3 separate regions of the Sus scrofa genome follow, and regions 2 and 3 are each linked to region 1. The links are chromatin contacts, called in public HiChIP or PLAC-seq maps. All regions are on one chromosome and are shown on one strand. Each heading gives the region's core, a stretch centred on a gene start, on an enhancer-like site or on the middle of the called end of the contact. The rest is flanking DNA. Distances are from core to core; before and after follow the strand shown.

Region 1 (3,697 bases), core at 735-3,234:
ATTGCTTGTTGCTGTGGGGAAATACCCCTTCACACAAACACATGGGAATTTGGTGATCAGACCTATCGTTTATAAGTAACTTAGATATCAAAGTTAGAATATTCTATGGAGTTAGGAATATGTTTTTCTCATCTAACAGTTGAAAAGACTGAACCAAATGTCAGGTATAGCTCTAAGGCTCTGTGATTCTATGACAGCTTTTTGTATGTATGTTTCTCTTTCTTCTAATGACCATTTTCTGGTACCTACTCTGCACATGTCACTTTCTCTCTAACACATGACGTCAAACATTGCTAAATTAAATCTATCTTGGAACTGGGATACTTTCTCTAAAGACACATGTTAGGAAATAGAGTTCCCGTTGTGGCTCAGCAGAAACGAATCTGACTAGTATCCATGAGATTGCGGGTTTGATCCCTGGCCTTGCTCAGTGGATTAAGGATCTGGCGTTGCCATGAGCTGTGGTGTAGGTTGCAGATACAGCTTAGATCTGGCATTGCTATGGCTGTGGCATAGGCTGGCAGCTGCAGCTCTGATTCAACCGCTAGCCTGGGAACCTCCATATGCCATGGTGGCAGCCCTAAAAAGACAAAAATAAAAAATAAATTAAAAAAAGACTTATTTTAGGAAACAATGCAGACGAATCTAAAACAAATAGCTGACACTTATGATTAAGAGCTTGCTCTTCAGGGGAGCTACATGGTCTGTCCAATTTCTTGGCCTTTTATATCTTGATTGAGGTACCAAAGCAGATATTAAGTACCATGCAAGATTTTCAAAGATTTGCATACAAGTGCTCTGCTCCCTGCAGCTTTATGTTCCTGTGGTCAATAGTCATTTACATTCACACACAAGCTAACCCATAATCATCTGTGGAGGTTTTGTGCCCCTAAAAAGTATAATATCCACTTCTAATTCTCCACAACTTTTTTTTTTAAATTTTAATCCACAATGTCATTTACACATACACATGTTTTGGGGTGATATTTTTCTTTCATATTTTTCACTGGCAAATTACAGAGTCCTTAAAAGTGTGACCTGGGAGAACTCTTAAGGATGATCTAGTTCAATAATTTTTATCTTAAAGAGAAAGAAATCGAGTCCTGAAGAATCAAAGCAGCCTAGCCATGATGACACAAGTTTGTAGTATAGAGGCAAAGCTAATACAGTAATTCTCACTTGTCTTTTAATACTCTTTTTACTATGCCATGAACCAATTTCATCCCTGCCATCCTCATTCCTGTGTTTTTTGTTTTTGTTTTATCTTCAAAAGATCCGTCTAGAAGCCAGCACAGACTATACCTTTCCCTTCACTAAGGCTACTCCATCTTCCTCCTAAGAAGATTTGTTCATGGAACAGTGCCTTGTTCACGGAGACAACCTCATCAGAAAAGTTATCCATCCTACTGCATTATAAAAGCTTTTATAAAATTTACTTATTAATTTATTTAGCACTCTTGGCAAAGCTTTGAAATTTTCCATTTTCAAATGCAGTCGAACCAGAATTACTTTCTCTTTGAATTCTTGTATTTTATTCCCATTTCCAGAATAAGCTGCCATTATAACTTCTCTCTCACACATTTCAGAAGGATACATTTTCAGCAGATGGTATTTGATTTTCTTACCTGATTGCTTTTCTCCAGATTTTTGGTCTCGCTGCCCCAGTCAAATGCCCGGAGTTCCCCAGAATTCACTGCCTAAAAGGAAACAAAAATTTACATGGCATTCAAATGTGTCACTGGGTAAGGGTGGGAGGAGGGGTGAAAACGTGCTAGCAAGTCTGCGGAGGAAAGCCGAGAGAAAGGCTGAGGCTGCTCTTCTGTTCAATGTTAGGATAGCCTAATGGAGAGAAAAACCAAGAAAAAGGTATTTTGAGGGAGAAAAACGAGCTTTAGAAATACTTAAAACCACCATGTTATGCAACTCCAGAAAGTGTATTCCCACCGCAGGCCATGGAAGTTGATGTCTGGCACAACTTCATAGGCTACAATGGGAGAGCGCCCCCTGGAGTTCTACAATGTGGTGATTCTGGGTGAAGCTGACCAACATTTAATCCAGTTTAGAATTCTCACACCGACCTCATCTGTCTCTCTCCCTCTCTCTCTCTCTCTCTCTGTCTTTCTCCCCTACTAAAATATGGTGATGACCTTTGAAGAACAATTTGACTAGGCTCTAAGTTGTTAGAAAAAGAGTTAAGACCAACATTTATGATTTATAAGTGCCATCATCACTATTAAAACCTTTGCTCAAGTAGCAGGATATAAGATTAACATTCAGAAGTCAGTTGCATTTCTGTATACCAGCAATGAAATATTAGAAAAGGAATACAAAAACACGATACCTTTTAAAATTGCACCTCACAAAATCAAATACCTCAGAATACACCTGACCAAGGAGGTAAAGGACCTATACGCCGAGAACTATAAAACTTTAATCAAAGAAATCAAAGAAGATGTAAAGAAATGGAAAGATATTCAATGTTCCTGGATTGGAAAAATCAATATTGTAAAAATGGCCATACTACCCAAAGCAATCTACAGATTCAATGCAATCCCTATCAAATTACCCATGACATTTTTCACAGAACTAGAACAAACAATCCAAACATTTATATGGAACCACAAAAGACCCAGAATCGCCAAAGCAATCCTGAGAAACAAAAACCAAGCAGGAGGCATAACTCTCCCAGACTTCAAGAAATACTACAAAGCCACAGTCATCAAAACAGTGTGGTACTGGTATCAAAACAGACAGACAGACCAATGGAACAGAATAGAGAATCCGGAAATCAACCCTGACACCTATGGTCAATTAATCTTTGACAAAGGAGGCAAGAACATAAAATGGGAAAAAGAAAGTCTATTCAGCAAGCATTGCTGGGAAACCTGGACAGCTGCATGCAAAGCCATGAAACTAGAACACACTCTCACACCATGCACAAAAATAAACTCCAAATGGCTGAAAGACTTAAATATACAACAGGACACCATCAAACTCCTAGAAGAAAACATAGGCAAAACACTCTCTGACATCAACATCATGAATATTTTCTCAGGTCAGTCTCCCAAAGCAATAGAAACTAGAGCAAAAATAAACCCATGGGACCTCATCAAACTGAAAAGCTTTTGCACAGCAAAGGAAACCAAAAAGAAAACAAAAAGATAACTTACAGAATGGGAGAAAACAGTTTCAAATGATGCAACTGACAAGGGCTTAATCTCTAGAATATATAAACAACTTATACAACCCAACAGCAAAAAAAAACCAATCAATCAATGGAAAAATGGGCAAAAGACCTGAATAGACATTTCTCCAAAGAAGATATACAGATGGTCAACAAACACATGAAAAAATGCTCAACATCGCTGATTATAAGAGAAATGCAAATCAAAACTACCATGAGATATCACCTCACACCCGTCAGAATGGCCATCATTAATAAATCCACAAATAACAAGTGCTGGAGGGGCTGTGGAGAAAAGGGAACCCTCCTGCACTGTTGGTGGGAATGTAAACTGGTACAGCCACTCTGGAGAACAGTTTGGAGATACCTTAGAAATCTATACATAGAACTTCCATATGACCCTGCAATCCCACTCTTGGGCATCTATCCAGACAAAACTCTACTTAAAAGAGACACGTGCACTTGCATGTTCATTGCAGCCCTATTCACAATAGCCAGGACATGGAAACAGTC
Region 2 (3,474 bases), core at 452-2,951, 140 kb after region 1:
AAAGATTGGAAATCCAGATACTGGCAGTTACAAGCAGACCATGCTGTAAATACACAATTGGCTTTTGGACTGAAAAGAAAACATTGAAACTGTTTTAGAACAGAGAAATCTATTGGAAAGTACAATACAGGTTTTCAAATCACCATAATATAGTTAGGACTGATTGGCTTGTATCCCAAAGAAATATGCTAACAATGTATTACATTACAGATGGAATCTAAAAAATAAAACTAATAGTATTCTGTTATAATAAAACAGAAACAGGCTCACAAATATAGGGAACAATCTAGTGGTTACCAGGGGGCAGAGGGTTAAAAGATGTGGGACAAGATAGGGTTAAGAGGTTAAGATATACAAACTACTATGTACAAAATAAATAAGCAACAAGGATATATAGCACAGGGAAATATAGTCATTATTTTTTAATAATAACTATTTAAATGGAATGTAATCTATAGAAATATTGGATCACTATGTTGTACACCTGAAACTAATATTGTAAACTAACCATATTTCAATAAAAAGTTTATCTAAGATCTTATATGAGTGTTAAACTTTAACCTTTCATATATGCTCCAGAATTTTGTTCACTATTTGTATTTCATCTTGCATCTTTTGAAATTTGTAAATGATTATGTAGTCAGTGTTTTTCTGTTCAGTTCAATTTTTATGCTCAGTTAGGTTTTGTTTTTTTCTGTTTACAAATGTCTCATTGATCTATATCTTCTAGTTCTATTATCTTTGATTAGATACTTGTAATATTAATCTATCACCAGTTTGATGCCTGGTAATTTCTCCCTACTGTGTACATAAAGTAAAATTTCATTTTTTTTAATGTTTTTGTTATAATTGGCTATCACTGTCACCTTTCTTATAGGTCTGATAACTGTTTAGTTTCTCTAGTTTTCCAGGTAATAATTTATCTGCAATTCAGAGTAACTGAATTTTTAATTTTTTAGTAGTTTAGTCTTATCCTTGCTTTTTGTTGTTTCATTGAGAATTTCCACGACAATGTTAAGAAAAAAATACCAAACTAGCAGTAATGGCATGAATCCTTATCTCGCTCACCCTTGTGTCTCTTACATTTGGAATGTGATTTTACATAAAACTTAGTGTTTACTTGAGACTAGTGATCTAAAATTTTCTGATGAACTGAATATCTTTAATTTTCAACAATTTGGAATGCAGACATTTTTTTTTTTTGTCCCGCTTTGGGGTGGAGAAGTTGAGGTTCAAAAAATTTATATCGCTTACACACAGCCTAAAGGTTACTTTAAGCAAAATCTCTTCAAAAATCTTTTTGCTATTTCGTGAATAGTGGCCCTTAAGGCCCTTGAAGAAAGCAGGCTCTGGCACGCTGGTCTGTTCCTCTCCTCCCCACCTTTCAGACTCAGAATATTAAGCTAATGAAGGTTCCACAAGGCAGAGACAGTAAGTAAACCTAGCAGTTACCTTGGATGGGTCCCTTGCTGTAGTCAACACCAGCCCTGTGGAGAGGCGAGGTCTCCCACTCTAACCTACACGATTTAGGTTTTCAGGGGCGAAGTGGGGGCGAGGGTTGGGCGGGAATTCACACCCTGTCTTAGAAACCAGCCCCTGGCCCTCAAAGCAAAGGGAAGACCAAGGTTTGTTGGTCTTCAGAGCTGTTCATCCTTTCAGCCCCGATCGCCTCCTCTCCGCCCCCTGCAGGCAGGCCGGGAAACTGTTCAGGGGCCGGGTCGGGCCAAGAGTGCCGGGTGCAGAGAGCTCTAGCCCGCTGGGCTTCGCCGGTTCCAGAGTGCAGGCCGGCGGGCCTCGCTGCGGACCCCGCGAGCTATGGCCCGGGTGCTGATCGTGGGTGCGGGGCTGACGGGAAGCCTGTGCGCTGCACTGCTGAGGAAGGAGGCGTCCTGTCCTTTACACCTCTCTGTGTGGGACAAGGCGGGGGACTCAGGTGGGTCGTCTCCAGGCCCAAACTAGGGGAAAAGGAAGCCGGCGGGCACCGAGGCTTCCCAGGGGGCGCTGGGCCTCCCTCTGAGTAAGTCTGTGAAGAAAATCCAGCAGCTGGGCGCGCTCCTGGTCACGTGATTGGAGACTTCCGGCTCCCAGGAAGGCCGGAGAGGGGGCGCGGGTGGGGGCGGGGCGGCGACCTCCGCGGGCTGGGGGCGGGGTGGGAATACCCGGCGCCTTAGCGGCGGCCTGCAAGGGCTGGGAAAATTCCTGACTAGAGTTTGCCTAGCCAGCGCCTGCCGCTGTCGCTAATAAATGCACTTTTATCTTGGCCTTGGCAGCTTTCTGCAGGTTAAGAGGGTCCGCACGTGCCCGTAGACTAAGACTTTTGCGGGAGATCCAGTTGACAGAATCCTGTCACTCTCCTGAAACCTGACCGCAGGAGTGAAAGCGTTTGTTGATTCGTTCTGACATTGCATTCATTATTTTGCTTTGTTTCCTCTGTTCATTCATTCCTTTTATTCAAATCAGTAAATAGATGCAGGGGCTGAGCATTGCTGCATTTTTCACGTGTTCTTTAAAAACAGCGACAACTACAACAACAGAAACCTCACAGGGATAGAATTGTCTCTTAGCTATTTACTGACAATGTTAGGTGACAAAGCCTTCAACTTAAAAAAACAAATGCCTTCTACTACAGCTGTAAAATAATCCTCTTGTGGTAACCTGGAGTGAACAGCTTTAATTGCAAAAGGTTCATTCTAACGCACTAAGACGTTTTCCTGGGGATTAATTCAAGGGGGAAGAATGACTACAGCCAGCAGTGCCCATAATCCTCAGAGCACAGTCGACTTGGGTGCCCAGTACATCACCTGCACTCCTCATTTTGCCAAAAAACATCAAAGGTGAGTTAGTTGAAAGGGGTGGAATCAGTCATACTGGTTGTATTATGTAAAAAGATACAAATCATCCATTTTTAACAGGGCTAAACTTTGCCTCCTGTAATGTAGTGAAATGATAATACCATTGCTGATCATATTAGCAGTAAAAGGTTAGCCTGAGTAAAGTGGGAAAACTGTAAAACCTTATACAGTTGTTGAGAAGATCAGATGAGATATTATAGGAAACAGAGTAAGGGCCTAATAAATAGGAGTTACTATGTTGATGTTGAGGGAGAGGACAAAGAGATGTGATGGCAGTCAGTCCTAACCAGATTTAAAACTGATGTTCTGAACACCATTCTGTTTATTTTCACTGACTTTAATTTTGAAATATATGAGAAAATAGACCTTTGACTAAGATCAACAAAAGATCTGTGTATTCTCAAAACACTTCTGTCCTTCATCTGAATTATCTGTTTTATTAACACAGAACATATGTTGAGTTGTTTGTAGAAAGAGTTCTAGTTATTACTTAGGATTATAATCTCTAAGAATTGTTGGAAGAGAAAGTATAGTTTTTTAGAGCTAAGTATAGCATATAATTATATTACATATATTGATTTATTTCAGTTTTTATGATGAACTGTTGGCTCATGGCGTTTTG
Region 3 (3,727 bases), core at 655-3,154, 160 kb after region 1:
GGAGATCCCGCTGTGGTGCAGCGGGATCGCTGTGACGTGGGAGCACTGGGATACAGGTTCAATCCCCGGCCCAGCAGAATGGGTTAAGGATGGTGTTTTTGCAGCTGCAGCTTAGGTTGCAGCTATGGCTCGGATCCTCACCACAACAGTAACCAGAGCCACAGCAGGGACAATACTGGATCCTTAACCCACAAGCCACTAGGGAACTCCTGTTTTGTGTTTTTTAAGATGGGCTGTATTATAACATGTTTGTGTGCTGATGGAAAGAATCTAATAGGAAGGGAGACATTGATGCTGTAGATTAAGACTGGATAGTTATAGGAGTCATGATCTTGAGTAGGAGGTAGAGGCTGAGGCTATAGATGGGAGCTAGACAGTTCTCCCCATGAAACAGGAGGGAAGGTGGTGCATGTGAGCAGAGGTGGGGACGGGATGATATCTTTGGAAATGAAAGCCTGTGGAAATCCCTTTCCAAGGATTCATTTTCTCAGTGAAACAAGACACAATATAATCAGCCAAGACTAAGGAGGGGCAGGAGGTTTTGAAGTTTTAAATGGAGAGAAGAGGTGTGAGTAATCACCCAAGGGAGTGACTTGAGCAGGATGAGGTAGGGTAGCTAGGTAGCACTAAGATCCACTTGAAGTTAGTAATTACGAGTTTAAAATGAGACCCAGTCAATATTTCCCTCTAGAACTTGATCTCTTCTAAGCACATTAGATATTTTAAATATTTGAGACAATGGAAAATGACTAAAATGAGTGAATACTGAATTTATGCTGCTTTGCTACCTAAGATTTTTTTTTTCAATTTACTACTGAAATGTTTTTAATTGGAATGTTTTATACCTGATTTTGTTAGAATTAAGGCCTTTGGATAAGAACATAGAATAGCTCACTCTGGTTCAACTTTTCTTTTTTTTTTTTTTTTTTTTTTCTTGATTTTTTGAGTAAGCTTTTTTTTTTTTTTTTATTTTATTTTTTATTTTCCCACTGTACAGCAAGGGGGTCAGGTTATCCTTACACGTATACATTGCAATTACAGTTTTTCCCCCACCCTTTCTTCTGTTGCAACATGAGTATCTAGACATAGTTCTCAATGCTGGTTCAACTTTTCTGATCAAAGTAACCAAAATGAACAAGAATCTTTAGTGCCTTTGTTTTGGTTGATGATGCTGCTGAATATGGGAAAAGGATGTAAAAATGACAACTAGTTTGAATCTCTTTCTAAATATATTATTTTCATAAAAAGGGAAATAAGAAGTAAATGGTAGGATGTAATAGTCATTCTCTAGAAATTTCTGAAATTCTGAACTATGCTTAATCATTCATTCAGCCATTTATTAATTTAATAAGCATTTTCTGAGCATCTCTTCTCTCATCAATCACAGGAAGAGCTACACTGAATATAGCATGATTCCTACCTGAATATACCTGAATTCCTACCTGCATTACAGACATTCAGACATTACACTACTTTTAGAGGAGGTGTACATAATTTATATTACAGTATAAAAAGATATACTCAAGCTAATATATTTAGAGAACATAGTTCCTATGTGGTACCACATAGACTTAGCACTGATAAAGAGAGAATGTTATAAAATCAGTAAAATAAAAAAATTCAAGCTCATGATTAAATTCAATATGTTATATACAAAATCTGTTTCACAGCAAACAGCGTGCTCATGGAGACTTTTTTGTCATGAGTACAGTTCTGTGCTTCCTAAAATCTTAATTAGAAATGACCAATTCTTAAAGAATTACTAGTTCTCAAGATTGTTACACTTCCCTTTTTCAAGACCAGTTGGGGCTTTTGAAGAGTTAACAGTTTCATAAATCTGGCCTATGATTCATTCTTCTGTTGAAGCCAGGCTTGGTGCCCACAGGCTGTAGGACACACAGATGAACAGCATGTGGCAGTGTTTAAATGCTATTCTGAAAGCTGATGTCACAGGCCTAAGACAATTTAGAACACTTCTCTGCAATGATTTCAAGTGCATCTTGGGATTATATTTTTCTTTTATATTTCTATGTGTCATGCTTTGTTTGCCAAACAGAATATAGAAAATGAATAGGCATTTTTCTGGCACAATTCTTAGTAGATAAATTGTCAGAATGAACTCTACTGCTTAAGAAAAACACAGTTTAGTCACTGAATGTGGCTGCATGTAGGTTGTTACTGTGGGAAATTTTGGTTTGGCCAAAGTGTTATTTTCTTTTAAAATTCTGATAGACCAAGGTTTTTTTTTTTTTTTTTTGTTTTCATAATACTCCCACTCCACACACACACCCCCAAAAGAGCAAGCTATCCTATTACCGAGGCTTTTCTCGTATGAATATAGTTGCACGAATCTAACAAAATTGTGAATTTATTTTGTTGTGACTTTAAATTAGAGATTTTATTTGAATAAAAGAGAATTAATCTTTTGATTCGTTTTTTACTTTCATAGAGAATTTTCTTTCAGTTAGATTTTTTTTCCATTTACAATGGAGTGAATTTTAAGCCATCCTCAAAATACAGATATGTTTGTGTGCGTTTCCTCCTCATTGTCTTTAACATTTTAAGGTAATTATGCTCTTAGTGATTAAAATCTTTATATAGTAATATAATAGGGGAAAACATCTATGAACATGCAGTAGTCATTATCAGACAGTTGATGTATAAATATCTTTCTAGTTTGTGACTGTTGACCTTACACATGAATGTTCTCACTACTCTTTTTTATTTACTGTCATCACAAAGACTTTGCTTTGAGAGAATGTGATTTCTTATTGCCTCCATTACCAATTGCTTTCCATTTGTTTAACATACACATACATCTAATGAGTACTCACCATATTCCAGGAATTGTCCCAGATTCTGAGATCATCTAGGTTAATGAGCCCTAGCCCCACTTCTTAAGGAGCTTATAGTGGGAAGATTTGTTGGTTGCATTTCTCTTTTAGTTGCTTCTGAAATATGTTGTTTTGTATGCAGTTGGGCTTAAGAGCAACTACTAGTCATTTCTTCTGCCCTTCTTCCTAATCCTGGCTCTGCTGCTTATTATCTGTGTGTCCTTGGGCACATTACTTAACCTCTCTGACTCCTTGATTTCTTCTCAGTACAGTTGAGGTGGTAAGTCCTACCGTATCAGGGCATTTGAGAGATTAAAATAAATAATGTATTAAAACACCTGATAAATTGCTGGCACATGATCAGTGGTCAATGAAAGAAGCTGCTGCTGCTGCTGTTTAGCTTGTATTTGTCACATGTCTGGCCCTTCTTGCTAAGGTTTAGTTCCTTTTCATTCCCTTGCTGTTATGCATTCTTCAAACACATTGGGAATTTAAAATAGAGTAAATAGCAAGAGCTTCAATTTATGAGCATCTTTTATGTGGTAGATATTTTACATGTCTTGTCAGTAATCCTCAAAACAACCCCAAAAGTATACTTACTATATAGGGCAAGACCAGGGAGATAAAAATTACTTTCTAAAGCTATGAAACTACCTACTAGAAGACCGAAAATACAGAGTCCAAAGCTTATCATCTTTTTACTGCCACACATTCTTTCCAAGATTCCTTCTAATTCTAAATTCTTTAAAAATTTTTTTGAAAAGGGATGTGCATTATGACCAGAAGCAGAAGAAGTGTTCATTCGAACACAATCTCAAACACTCAAAATCTGGATGCTCGATGATGTCATTAAGAAGCTAACATATAGTGACCTGCATAAGTGTGACTGATAA

Evidence for each region. HiChIP or PLAC-seq counts read pairs in DNA pulled down with a chosen protein or histone mark.
Region 2: an H3K27ac HiChIP or PLAC-seq map of alveolar macrophages shows a contact between it and region 1. The contact joins the promoter of RNLS here to the enhancer-like site in region 1. A contact is called at or near these places in 2 of 5 promoter capture datasets (fetal liver and liver), 14 of 47 Hi-C or Micro-C datasets (adipocytes, alveolar macrophages, blood and 9 more) and 2 of 2 datasets of contacts at active chromatin or transcription factors (alveolar macrophages and skeletal muscle).
Region 3: a contact with region 1 is called in an H3K27ac HiChIP or PLAC-seq map of alveolar macrophages. The contact joins two enhancer-like sites. A contact is called at or near these places in 6 of 47 Hi-C or Micro-C datasets (fetal skeletal muscle, mesenteric adipose tissue, retroperitoneal adipose tissue and 2 more) and 1 of 2 datasets of contacts at active chromatin or transcription factors (alveolar macrophages).

What each region holds. Positions count from the first base shown.
Region 1 is chr14:100,741,283-100,744,979 of Sscrofa11.1, reverse strand. LIPM (lipase member M) reads right to left here. Exons shown (of 10, transcript XM_013983531.2): 9 at 1,626-1,697. Among named protein-coding and RNA genes, the nearest start is that of LIPM, 27 kb to the right of the region's middle. Within about 2 kb of position 1,984, at least 11 of the 83 cell types and tissues checked have an H3K27ac peak or open chromatin away from gene starts, as enhancers often do. A contact at or near this core is called in alveolar macrophages and subcutaneous adipose tissue, where this site is marked.
Region 2 is chr14:100,603,180-100,606,653 of Sscrofa11.1, reverse strand. It overlaps RNLS (renalase), which reads left to right and starts at 1,701. Exons shown (of 8, transcript XR_002338669.1): 1 at 1,701-1,933; 2 at 2,729-2,834; 3 at 3,441-3,474. LOC110256749 (a long non-coding RNA gene) reads right to left here and starts at 1,676. Exons shown (of 4, transcript XR_002338671.1): 1 at 1,453-1,676; 2 at 1-69.
Region 3 is chr14:100,577,353-100,581,079 of Sscrofa11.1, reverse strand. The region is part of intron 4 of RNLS (renalase); the gene reads left to right. Among named protein-coding and RNA genes, the nearest start is that of RNLS, 26 kb to the left of the region's middle. Within about 2 kb of position 1,904, at least 5 of the 83 cell types and tissues checked have an H3K27ac peak or open chromatin away from gene starts, as enhancers often do. A contact at or near this core is called in alveolar macrophages, where this site is marked.